Regions from separate parts of the Mus musculus genome. Here region 1 is linked to region 2. A link is a contact called in public HiChIP or PLAC-seq data. All regions are on one chromosome and are shown on one strand. The core of a region is the stretch at or near the end of the contact, and the rest is flanking DNA. Distances in the headings are between cores, read along the strand shown.

What was found. HiChIP or PLAC-seq counts read pairs in DNA pulled down with a chosen protein or histone mark.
Region 1: an H3K4me3 HiChIP or PLAC-seq map of embryonic stem cells shows a contact between it and region 2, with 6 times the contacts expected there. The contact joins the promoter of Tns1 here to the promoter of 6030407O03Rik in region 2. A contact is called at or near these places in 1 of 115 datasets of contacts at active chromatin or transcription factors (embryonic stem cells) and 1 of 9 other capture datasets (embryonic stem cells).

What each region holds. Positions count from the first base shown.
Region 1 is chr1:74,122,221-74,128,981 of GRCm38.p6, reverse strand. It overlaps Tns1 (tensin 1), which reads left to right and starts at 4,434. Exons shown (of 33, transcript NM_001289895.2): 1 at 4,434-4,690. The coding sequence starts at 4,535. It overlaps Rufy4 (RUN and FYVE domain containing 4), which reads right to left and starts at 3,441. Exons shown (of 12, transcript NM_001170641.1): 1 at 3,368-3,441; 2 at 1,259-1,390; 3 at 1,030-1,136; 4 at 1-34. The coding sequence starts at 1,304.
Region 2 is chr1:73,861,540-73,867,562 of GRCm38.p6, reverse strand. It overlaps 6030407O03Rik (RIKEN cDNA 6030407O03 gene), which reads left to right and starts at 3,097. Exons shown (of 9, transcript NR_045311.1): 1 at 3,097-3,188; 2 at 4,447-4,904.

The sequences.
Region 1 (6,761 bases), core at 3,185-5,684, 260 kb before region 2:
CCCCCAGGAAGCTCCTCTGCTCTTTCTGATCAAACTAGGACCAAGATGAGAGAAAGAAACACATGTCAGTGGCTCCTTCTGGAACCTACGTAGCACCCTGGCGTGCTGGGGAGGCACACGGGAGAAGAAAGGGCTCATATAGGCCTTTTTGTTGGGGGATCTTCCTCTGCCCTTCCTGGCTGTGTGATAGGGACAAGATACTTAATTTCTCTGAGCCTGAATTCACACTCATTCATTCAGAAACACTTTAGTATACACAGGCCCTGATCTAAGGCCTGTGAACAACGAATAAGGCCTGCATGAACCAACCTCAGGCAGCTTACATCTTGATAGGGAAGTCAGAAGTTAAATTCTCAGAGCATACAGTGGGTTAGATAGTAATGGTGGCCATGGAGAGAAAAAAGAGAGAAGAGAAGAGAAGAGAAGAGAAGAGAAGAGAAGAGAAGAGAAGAGAAGAGAAGAGAAGAGAAGAGAAGGGGAGGGGAGGGGAGGGGAGGGGAGGGGAGGGGAGGGGAGGGGAGGGGAGGGGAGGGGAGGGGGAGGGAGGGGAAGAGAGGGAGAGAAAGAGAGAGAGAGAGAGAGAGAGAGGGAGAGGGAGAGAGAGAAAGAGAGAGAGATTGCTTGAGGAAGTCTCCAGACTTGAGGGCCATGTGCACTGATGTCATGTAAATATCTAGGGAATAGCTTTCCAGATAGAGGCTCTGTAAAGATAAAGGCCCTGAGGCAAGTGCAATCCTGGTGTGCTATGGGAGATGGAGGCAGTGTGGTAAGAAGTGCCGCTCACTGTCAAGAAATCAGATATTTATGTTATATATCAAGTGCCTCAGGAGATAAAAATAAGGAAAGAATGAGGATTAGTCCTAGCTTCTGGAAGAAAGTTTATGCCACAAAAGACTTGCTCACTGAGAAAGCAGACAGTGCCTGATAACCAAGGGAGACAGTGGCTTGGGTATGCATCTGGGAAAGCCTTCCAGAGTATTGAAAGCTAAGGAATCAGCAGGGGCGGGGAGGGAAGGTAGAGGGTCCCACCTGCAGTAGCAGCTCCAGGCAGCCACAGAGTCTGTGTAGCTCAGCGCTGGTTTCTGTCACTGGCTCCTGCCCGTCCCCATATCCCTGGAGGATGGCAGAGACTGCATCTGTGAGGCGGATGGTAGAGAGCAGACATCAGGGAGCCAGGCCTATAAGGGAGATGCTCTCCAGACTCCTCCTGTCTCCTGAAACTCAGCCCCAGAAAAAAAATCTCACAGGGCATACTCACTTTTCAGGCTTCTGCTGATCTTGAGGATGGTCCCGTTGTTGGCCATGAAGACTCGGAAGTGATGGGATTCCCTGTGATCCTCTGGGTTCAGCTGCTTGCTTTCCTTACATATGGACGGGATGAGAGTTTAGACTTGAGAGGGAATGAGAGCAAACCAGGGTCACACAATGAGTTAACTGGCAGAATGAAGCACAATTCTTTCTTCCTTCTTTTCTTTTTCTTTTTTCTTTTATAGTTTAATGCAAGGAATCCCAGTTGTTATTATTATTTCTTCTTCTTCTTCTTCTTCTTCTTCTTCTTCTTCTTCTTCTTCTTCTTCTTCTTCTTCCTCTTCCTCTTCCTCTTCCTCTTCCTCTTCCTCTTCCTCTTCCTCTTCCTCTTCCTCCTCCTCCTCCTCCTCCTCCTTCCTCTTCCTCTTCCTCCTCTCTGTCTGTCTCTCTCTCCCTCTCTCTCTCTGAGATAGGGTTTCTCTGTGTAGCCCTGGCTGTCCTGGAACTTGTTCTGTAGACCAGGGTGGGCTCTGCTTATTGAGTGCTGGCACTAAAAGCATGCTCCATCACCACCCAGCTGCCAGTTGTGTCTTGAAGACTGATATAAAGACATGAATATGGCCTCTACTTAATTTTTTTCTGTTTCTTTTTTTTATTAGGTATTTTCCTCATTTACATTTCCAATGCTATCCCAAAAGTCCCCCATACCCACCCCCACAATCCCCTACCCACCCACTCCCCCTTTTTGGCCCTGGCGTTCCCCTGTACTGGGGCATATAAAGTTTGCAAGTCCAATGGGCCTCTCTTTCCAGTGATGGCTGACTAGGCCATCTTTTGATACATATGCAGCTAGAGACAAGAGCTCCGGGGTACTGGTTAGTTCATATTGTTGTTCCACCTATAGGGTTGCAGTTCCCTTTAGCTCCTTGGGTACTTTCTCTAGCTCCTCCATTGGGGGCCCTATGATCCATCTAATAGCTGACTGTGAGCATCCACTTCTGTGTTTTCTAGGCCCCGGCATAGTCTCATAAGAGACAGCCATATCTGGGTCCTTTCAGCAAAATCTTGCTAGTGCATGCAATGGTATCAGCAGTCTCTACTTATTGAGCTATCACTGGTGTTGGTCACCCTGGCCATTGCTGACATCTTTGTCTCATTCAATCCCCTTAGTAGCCTCCAGAGCATAGCATTACACATGGTGACTAGGCACAGAGAGGGTAAATCTCAGCCCAGTATCACAAAGCTGTAAGCTGAGCTCAGACTTCCTTATGAGTCGAACAGAATGCCTGCACCATGGGGACACCCAGCTAGGGGAACTGTCACCTCCTTTCCCCCGGACTAGCCCCTGAGCCTCAGCAGAGTGTCATTGCCTTGGGACCCACATTCATCCTTTCCAGGGCCCCAGCTGAGTGGAAAATGTATGTTCTCTGGGAAAGCATGCAGAAGTAGACAGAGGGTGCAACATTGGGACTGAACCAATGTTCGGTGTGGGGAGCAGGGTGCCTGGTTTGAATCCCACCACCCTCTCTCGTAGAACTCTACTTCTGTCTCTCAAGGGTCCTGGGGCTCAGAGAGGGATACTGTTGCCCTTGAAGGATGTTGAATGAGCTTAGGCTGAGATCCTGGCATCAAAAGCCAGGCCAGGTGTCCAGCTTCCCAGGCAGGAGTGCTGGAGTTTGTGGGCAGGGTAGCTCTGGCATGATCCTGTAGCAGTGGATCATGGGGGGAAGAAAGGGAAAAGAAGAAAAGAAAGGCTAGGACAGCAGTGCATGGGGCCCAGGATCGGGAGTCAGAAGATAAAGGTCCCGTCCTGGACTGGTCACCCTTTCTTAGGCTCCACTTTCCTGACCTGTACACCAAGGGTTAGACAGAAGTTCTCTACAAGCTGGGCGTGGTGGCGCACGCCTTTAATCCCAGCACTGGAGAGGCAGAGGCAGGCGGATTTCTGAGTTCGAGGCCAGCCTGGGCTACAAAGTAAGCTCCAGGACAGCCAGGGCTATACAGAGAAACCCTGTCTCAAAAAAACAAAAAACAAAAAACAAACAAAAAAGAAGTTCTCTACAGACCTTTTCTAGGGTCTCTCTACCTAATCCCCAAGCCCAGGGACTCCCGTGCTCACCTGAGAAAAGCTTGTCTGTTTGGGATGTGGGCAGGATTCTGTAGCCTGAGTATGTCCCTTGTGACTGTGGGCTCTGCACAGTCTTTTCCAGCTCTCCTGCCTGGGGAGTGACTCAGCCCAGCCTGAAGGGGGCTGGACCAACCCTGGCCAGGGAGAAGTGGTAGAGAAAGATCAGGGCACTGAGGCAGAATGGGTGGCTTCCTCAAAGTCATCTGGCATGAGGCCAGTTGGTGGCAAAACACAACACCGGCAGGGGCTTCCTTTCCCGGGCACCTGCTCCTGTCTTTCTGTCTTGTTGCCAGTAGATGGCGGAAAGGGGCTGACAGAAGCGCTAGTGGGCTCCTTTTCTCGAGTTGTCTCTTCTGTCACTGGACTGAAAGTGACACAGGTGGGGAGAAGGGGCAAACGGCCACCAAGTGTCTTTCTCCCTCCTCTTACCCCAGCCAGCTGCGGGATCCCAGTCAGTGTTGGGGTGCCTTCCTTCCAGCCCTGGTACCCACTTCCCGGGGATGGAAACGCCAGGTGGGCTGCTCGGTGTAGGGTGGTCTTTCCCGCTGCTCTCGTTCAACTTCCTGGTGCTGGGGTCATCCTTTTTCTAGGCCAGGCTGGCATGTCACTTAAAACCAAGGGTTAGGGACTTCTAGAACTACTTTTACGAGCTCGAGGAACTACTTGTAAGTAGGGCTCAGAGCGATCCCCAAACGTGCTGTTCTCTGCTCCATGTCCCGCCCTTCTGCCCGGTGCAGAGCCAGATCTAACCCCGGCGCTCCCCTCGTCCTCCATGCCACCGTCTCTGTCCCTTCAGATCCCTTCTCTGGTGTCAGTCTCTCAGTCGCTCACTAGTCACGGCGTCGCTCTCTTGCGTTCCCAGTTCAGCCTGTCCCGGGGATCCCGCCGCCGCCCCTCCCGCCTTCCCGCGCCCTCGGGTCCCCTCCCCGCCTTCTGCCTCCAGCGTCCGTGTCGCCGCCCCTCGCCAGGCCCCGCACTCCCACTGCCTGGCAGAGCGGTGGCGGAGGCGGAGGCGGACTCCGACGGGGCGGGCCGGGGGCGTCGCCCTTCTTCCCCACGTCGCAGACGCCTGGGGCCGAGAGGTCGCTGGGGCTGGGGGGCGGGCCGGCTCGCGGGTAGTCCGCGTCCCCGCCCCGGGCCCGCCGGGTCCCGGGCCGGATGGGCTGCACCGTGAGCCTGGTGTGCTGCGAGGCGCTCGAGCCTCTGCCCTCCTGCGGCCCGCAGCCCCCCGGGACTCCGCCGGGCCCCGCGCGGCCCGAGCGCTGTGAGCCCGGGGGTGCGGCGCCCGACCCGAGGAGGCGGCTGCTGCTTCAGGTAGGGAGCTGTGGGCCGGATGCGGGCAGCGGGCACGGCAGAGCCCGGTCCATCTGGGACAGTAAGGAGTCTGGGAAGGTGTAGGTAGGAGAGTGGGAGGGCCCTGCAGTCAGTTCTGTGGAGGTCACACCTGGGCCTCTGGTGTCCTTGAAGGGCAAATACCTGTGAGACGTTGGTGCCAGGTCTGTGATCCACTGCTAGAGAAATTGAAGCAGGGAGGTTCTAAGCCAAGGCCAGCATAGTGAGATCGTTTCTCCAACAAACTAAAACCAACCAAATCCCCCAACTCAAACTCTCCCAAACACCAAAACTAGTAAGACAAAAAACCCAAAACAAGCAAGAAGAAAGAGGAAAAAGCAAGAGGCAGAGAGAGGGAGGCAGCAGGCTATTAGTGAGAATTTGGAACCACCCAAGGGTGCTGGGGTGAGGAGAGAAAGGTTAATATCCTCTTAGCTTGGAGTGGGGGGGGGGGGGGCAGAATGGTGGCTGTCTTGGTGTTTTCTACCAGGAGGAACGGGGCTGTCAGAGCCAGCAGGGCCCACAGTAGGATCTGAGGAGGTGGGTGGGTCCAGTAGAGTCCCCCTTTCTCCTCCCTCCTATTCTTTTCTCGGTGAGTCTTGGAACCTGGATGCTGAAAAGTGACCAGGAGCAAAAATAGTGATGACCAGGGAAGCAGGCTGGCTGGACACCCCGGGCTTTGCATAGGCTCTGTATTTTCCTGGAGAGGAAAAAAAATGGTGTTTTGTATCAGCAGGGACTGGCCATCTCTAGTTCAGCCCTTGCAGAACCCTAGTCTCCCTCTCGGGATAGGAGGAGCAGTCTCATGGGATGGTGTGCTGACTTTGTTCTGGGCGAGACTGGGGCCCTTCAGTTCCTTCTCCACTGGAGGCCAGCAGAGTTAGCGTTGACTCCAAGTGCATCCTGCAACCACATCCCAGGGCACCTCCATACGGACAGAGGCGGGCCGATATGGCAATATGTACTTATGCACATGTTTTTGTGAGTGCGTCAAGTGCCCAAGACTCTCCTCTGCACCACTTGACTGGCTACACCACTAGGGCACAGATGAGAGCATATTGGTGGTTATATGCCACAGGCAGAGGCACAGGGTTGGGAACTTGTAAATGGAACGCTCTATCCTGCAAGGTGGTAGACAGTGACTGGTCACAATGAATGATAGATCTGGGGACGGAATTGTCATCTGTGTCCCAAAGTGGCTGGTGTCCTAGCTGGATTCTCATGAAATAATCCGGGGGAGGACTCGGGGAGCCTGGAAGTAAGAATTGGGTATCCCAGTTCCTGGTGATGGGCACAGAACTGGGGTGACATGCTAGAGCTCTTAGCTTCCTGTCCCTCCAAAGTCATTAGGATATCCTCTCCAACCCCCACCCCAGCTCAGAGCCTCTCACTCCTCTACCTTGCAAGATGTCCAGGGTTGATGAGGAGACAGTAGCTCTCCCTATCTCAGATCCTGGGTTATCCCTTTGAGGGTAAGTCTGAGCTGCTCACTGGGGGTTGGGGATTCGAGTAGAGAGCCCTGGGAGGCATCTCAGACACCACTGTACATACCTTGATGCTCCTACCTCTTGCTTGGCAGAGCTCTCCAGGCTGACCATCCACTTTCCTGTTTTATTCTGCTGCTCTTCAGACATGGCCCCAACCCTTCTGTGGTCTCTCTATGGGCTCAGGACTCTTACTCCCTCCCACACTCTCTGCAGCCAGCCTTGCCATGGTGGGGGGATGCCCATTGGTCATGTGGGAGTGGGCAGGGGTGAATAACTGGGGCTGCGACCTGAGAAGGAAATCAGGGGCGGGCGCTGGAGGTGGGTGAGTCAGGGGAGGAGGAGTGGGAGGGTTTGTATGTACCCTGTGTGACAGCGACAGGGACAGGGATGTTTGTATTCAGGGACAAGTGTCTGTCTGCATTTGGATGAGCTGGTTTTCCAGGGGCCTCTTGGGAGAGCTTGCTGTGACTCATTCCCTCCCTTATCTGTATGGATAAGGCTCCATCTCAGCCTTATGCCCAGGTCCTGGCTCAAGCAGGGGCTGCTGGACTGGCAGCTCTCTTGCT
Region 2 (6,023 bases), core at 1,848-4,347:
AAATCAATATAAACAAGACCAGAGGTGGGAATTAGCAAATACAGATTTAAAAATAAATAATAATACCTTTCCCCACTGATTTTCTAAAATCAATTAAAAACAGTGACCTACAGTTACAGAATGCAGAGTGAGTCCCAATCAGGACAAATCAGAAAAAAAAATCACACCCAGGTGTTTGAAAGAAAACTTCTAAAAAACCCAAATTAGGGAATACATTGTTTTAAAAAGTTAAATGCACATACACATTGTAATGTGAAATTTAGGTGATCTCTTAATATAAAATTTTAGGAGAAATTGTTCTGTATAATTATTATCCACTAGTGAAATAATAGTTTTAATTGGTTTGTCTAAAAACTACAATATTATATTTGTCATTTAAACAGAAAAGACATGAAAAGATAGTTCAAGATGTGTATGTGTAAGCCATACAGTGGAAAAAAAACCCATCATTTTCAACAAATGGAGCTGGTTCAACTGGTGGTTAGCATATAGAAGAATGCAAATCAATCCATCCTTATCTCCTTGTACAAAGCTCAAGTTCAAGTGGATCAAGGACCTCCACATAAAACCAGATACACTGAAACTAATAGAAGAGAAAGTGGGGAAGAGCCTTGAGCACATGGGCACAGGGGAAATTTCCTGAACAGAACACCAATGGCTTGTGCTGTAAGATCAAGAATTGACAAATGGGACCTCATAAAATTACAAAGCTTCTGTAAGGCAAAGGACACTGTCAATAAGACAAAATGGCAACTAACAGATTGGGAAAAGTTCTTTACCAACCCTACATCTGATAGAAGGCTAATATTCAATATATACAAAGAACTTAAGAAGTTAGACTCCAGAGAACCAAATAACCCTATTAAAAATGGGGTACAGAGCTAAACAAAGAATTCTCAACTGAGGAATACTGAATGGCTGAGAAGCACCTAAAGAAATGTTCAACATCCTTAGTCATCAGGGAAATGCAAGTCAAAAAACCCCCTGAGATTCTACCTCACACCAGTCAGAATGGCTAAGATAAAAAACTCAGGGGACAGCAGATGCTGGCGAGGATGTGGGGAAAGAGAAACACTACTCCATTGCTGGTGGGATTGCAAGCTGCTACAACCTGAAAATCAGTTTGGTGGTTCCTCAGAAAATTGGACATAGTACTGATCCAGCTATACCACGCTTGAGCATATACCCAGAAGATGCTCCAACATATAATAAGGACACATGCTCCACTATGTTCACAGGCTCTCCTGTTTCTCTCCCATCCCATCTCGTACATACTGACACAGGGCTGTGGTGTTGGCTTGGTGCTTCCCTATGTGCCCTGAATGTTCTCTTCTTAGTTGTCAGTTGGTCATCTTCTGTCGTCATGTTGTTAAAGTTGGGTGTGTGTGTGTCACAATCTATGTCCCAAGTCAGTGCTACCTGTCATCAATAAGTCAATTAAAAGTGCTTAATTAAAAGCAAAGCAAAGAAAGGGAGTTATTTAATGTGGCCACACTGGGAAGAGATCCAAGCAAACCTCTCACATCCTTCTGGTCCTGAAGTGGGATCAGTGTTTAAATAGAGAGACAAGGATGTGCACATCTAATCGGTCTGGTGAAGGCACGGTCCCGCCCACCACTGACGTCACTGGGCTTCACCTCTCATTCTGTAAGGAGGTCTCACAAGTCCTTAGAACTGTGTGAAGTCTGTTTCCGGAGATGAGTTCCCCCTTTTGGCTGGTGCCCTATTTTTCTCCCAGAATAAAATTCCTGGGGAAGCCCTCATTTCTCTGGGGTCCATTGCTTCCGTCGTCTTATAGAGCAAGAGACATAATTGTCTCTTTAGAATGTCTTCATTTCTGCAGGGCCAGTTACACTGACAAGATGGAGACAGTAAGCTCTGATCTACTTCTTATAAAGACACAAATGGTATCATGGGGTCCACCCCCCACCATCTCATTAAACCTAATTACCCTTCAAAGCCCCACCTCCTAATACTATCCTATCGGCGTTAGAGTTTCAGTGTATGACCCTTGGATAGACAAAAGCATACAGACCATAATAGTCTCCCTTTCCTTCTTCTCTTCCTACCCCCCCTCCCTCTTCTCTCTCTGACTCCTGTTTTTGTTGTTGCTCTATCTCCTGTATGTCCCACTTCTATCTCTTTGGGAGATACTGGGATCACCATTCCTAGTATATTGCTTATTTGCTATGTTAATCATGAGATTCGTTGAAGCAAAACCAATCTCACCATTTTGGGGCAAGCTTAAAAGCAAGCTTTATTAAATATTAAATACTGACCAAGATAAGGGCTTTGGTCAGGACCATTCCTGAAATTTCTCAGCAGAGAGTGGCCTTGAGCCCTGGGTTATGTTGAAGGGGTTTATAAGGACAAACCTATAGGTCATGGTACTTTCCCATGAGGCTTTGTTATTTTCCAAGAACTACAGTTCCCAGCATTCTAGGAAGTTACCTGTTGTCCTGAGCAGATAGGGCTTACAGGTTAAATTTGGGCATTACATTCCCCCTGGTGTTGCCTCTCAAGTCTTTGATCCTATGATGGGTACTTGTTTATATTTTAGATCTACTAACCATTAGAGTTACTATCTAGAAGGAGCCTGGACATGGATGGGAAACCAGTCATTTATTTTATCTCAGGTCCCTTTTTGCAATGTTTCTTGAGTACAGCCAAATTATAGTCCTGAATGATTTGTATAGAAATATTTTTAAAGGCACATAATACTTTTTATTTTGCATAAAGCAGGTTAAGTATCCTATCATATTGTAGAACTATTTTAGTTAATAAATCTACGAGTTGACAAATCTGGGCCCATTTTTCTGATGTGTCAGTCAGCTTATAGGTAGCCATTTTGTCCTCTATGCCACAGAGTTTCTCTTTGACTTAGCATTTTCAGCCTGTTAGGTGGGGTAACAGACAACATATTTTCTTCCGTAACTACTTCCAGCTGACATTAGGGTGTTGTTGCCAGGGCCCCAGAAGACTGAGAGGCTAGTGAAAGGCTGGACAATGGGGCATTTGTCAGAAGCACTGGATTGGCTGATCCAGCTGAAGGCACAAGGAGCAATCATGTTGGCTGGACTGGTTTACATAATTTTCAGCAAGTCCAGAGCTCTGCAGTTTGCATCCCTGGATGAAGTCTGTCAGCCAAGTGAAAATCTGTTGAGACAAATATAGACTCGGGACAGAAGGTAAATTTTTGTGTTACCGGGGAGGGGGAGGAATCCCAAGACCAGGGGAAACTCCATTCTTAGGGACAGACAGATACAGAAACTCAGGCTGTACTGTCCGGAGTCCATTTGACTCTGGTAGGTGGATCCAAGTCTTACGACTTCTCTGATTCCCTGAAGCTCATGCGAATTTTCAGTTCATAAAAGGAGATAGATCAGCGTTGCCATTTTATTGAAATTCACATGGTAGGGAAAGCAGTTGATGGGACTCTGTGAAGCAGCAGACTTACGCCTTTGAGTCTTAGTAAGAACTGTAGCATTTTTCTCTGAACATGAAAAAAATTTTTTTCTGTTTAAAGAGCCAGGTGTATAATTGGATAGAGATATTTTAACCCAATAAAAAGCACCTCTAAGTCTATATCTAGAAGATAACCAAAGAAAACTCAAAATCCTGAGCTTGTGACTGAGTAGTAAAACAGCTGGTACTTCATCAAATCCTGACACCCCCCCCCCCCAAATTTCAGGGCAATAACAGCATAGAATGGAAAAGGAATCCGAAACCTTTTTTATTTCTATATATCCACAATCATTTTTGAGATCCTTATAACTTATTCAAGTTTTTTTTATTCTCAAATCTTTATATATTTCAGAACGAAATTTTTTCATCTAGTCATTTACCAAAGACATAAGTACTCGTTATTGAAAGCAGTCATTGTAAAGCAGGCTTCTTTAGCAGAAACCATCTGAAACCTGTTTATTCTTTAATATGAAGCTCATGGGCAAGGCGAACCTGTTTGTCTTCTTTTAAGAAGAGACCTAGTAGCTTTAACTAGTGAACTGGTTAATGAACGGGGCAGGTGAGGCTTACAGGTTAATTTGGGGCATTCCACCTGTATCCCCAACTCCTCTGTAATCTCCAATGCAGCATCAGTTAGTTCCCTGGCTCTTTGCACAGATACCCTGCTCGCTGTGCATGGCTAGTACATTGCTAAAGAGCATTCACTGTTAATCGTAAACGAAAGATTTACAGTCTCCAGATTTTTATTTGCTAAGTTTAAAGGACCACTCAGCTTCATGTCCCATCATCCCTCAGTCCCAGGCTTCAAGTGACGGCTCAGTCTCAGTTTCCCCTCTGGCCAGCAGGGAGTGCTTTCCTTTCCCACAACAGGTGTCGATATCTAGAAAGCTCCGCCGCTGTCACCTTCCTGTTGCTCCATCGCTATCTCAGAGTGCTAGCGAGCAACACCAAACCTCTGCTTCTTTCTTTCGCTTCTTCTAGGATCCCGGAGGCCCTCACCCACACCATGGAATCCCAGTCCCCCAACAGCTTCCGTGATGGGGCTTCTTTTAGGAAAACCAAACTCTTCTGGAGGCCAAGACCTGAAGGCCTGCACAGGGCGCCCAAGCCCACCAGGGGGTAGTGTCTACCCGTGCGGAGAGGCCCTGAGAGGCCCAAGCAGAGGAAGGCAGAGGCCAGATCTTGTTAGGCAGTGCAGACGTGCACAAGAGAACGTGCTGGCCTCAGACCAGGCCTGGAGCGTGCAGTACCCTGCGTATGCCTAGGTGTGGCCTCAGGTGCCAGACACTCAGCTGGTCGCTCTGACTTCCGGACCTCTGTCTGAAAATTTCCCTGGCAGTCTGCAATCCTTTGTCCACGGAGGCGGGAAGCTTAGCAGTTTGTCTTCTTTATAGCCTGCATCTTTAGAGGTGTTAAGGTCCCCTAGCCATTGATGGGAGGTGCGGAGCAGACTGGGAAGGGGAGGAGTGGGGGATGGGGCCTCATTTGCCTTCTGCTGCTTAAAGAGATGCTTTGATTTCTAAACGTTTGCAGTTTGTGAAAGCCTTATTTGAAAAGACTCTTAGCTTAGGCAAGCTGCCAGTATTCTACTATCCTTGAGGTTCTTCACTCATGATCAGGGGTCTGGGTGAGACTTCCTAGCCAGCTGTCCCTCACGGGAAGGGACATGTTTCAGGGCCAGGCCTTACAAAGTATTAGTTGCATGCACTCTCTCAGCTTTGTGGAGGTTTGCCTTTTTCCTGTGACTTTGCCTTTTTTTTTCTTTATTAGATATTTTCTTTATTTACATTTCAAATATTATCCCCTTTCCTGGTTTTCCTTCTGAAAATTCCCTATCCCCTGCTCCCCAACCCACCCACTCCCATTCTTGGCCCTGGCATTCCCTATACTGGGGCATAGACCCTTCACTGGACCTAGGGCCTCTCCTCCCATTGATGACCGACTAGTCCATCCTCTGCTACATATGCAGCTAGAGCCACAAGTCCCACCATGTGTTTTCTTTGATTGGTGGTTTAGTCCCAAGGAGCTCTGGGGGTACTGGTTAGTTCATATTAATGTTCCTCCTATGGGGCTGCAAACCCCTTCAACATGTAATAAGGACACATGCTCCACTATGTTCATAGCAGCCTTATTTATAATAGCCAGAATCTGGAAAGAACCCAGATGTCCCTCAACAGAGGAATGGATACAGAAAATGTGGTACAGTTTCATAATGGAGTACTACGCAGCTATTAAAAACAATGAATTTGTAAAATTCTTAGACAAATGGATGGATCTGGAGGATATCATCGTAAGTGAGGTAACCCAATCACAAAAGAACACACCTGATGTGTACTCACTGATAAGTGGATATTAGCCCAGAAGCTCAGAGTCCTTTTTAGTAGGGGGAACAAAATGCCCATGGAAGGAGTTACAGAGACGAAGTTCGGAGCAGAGACTGAAGGAACGACCATCCAGAGGCTGCCCCACTTGGGGATCCATCCCATAAACAACCACTAAACCCAGACATTTTGGCAGATGCCAACAAGAGCTTGCTAACAGGAGCCTGATATAGTTGT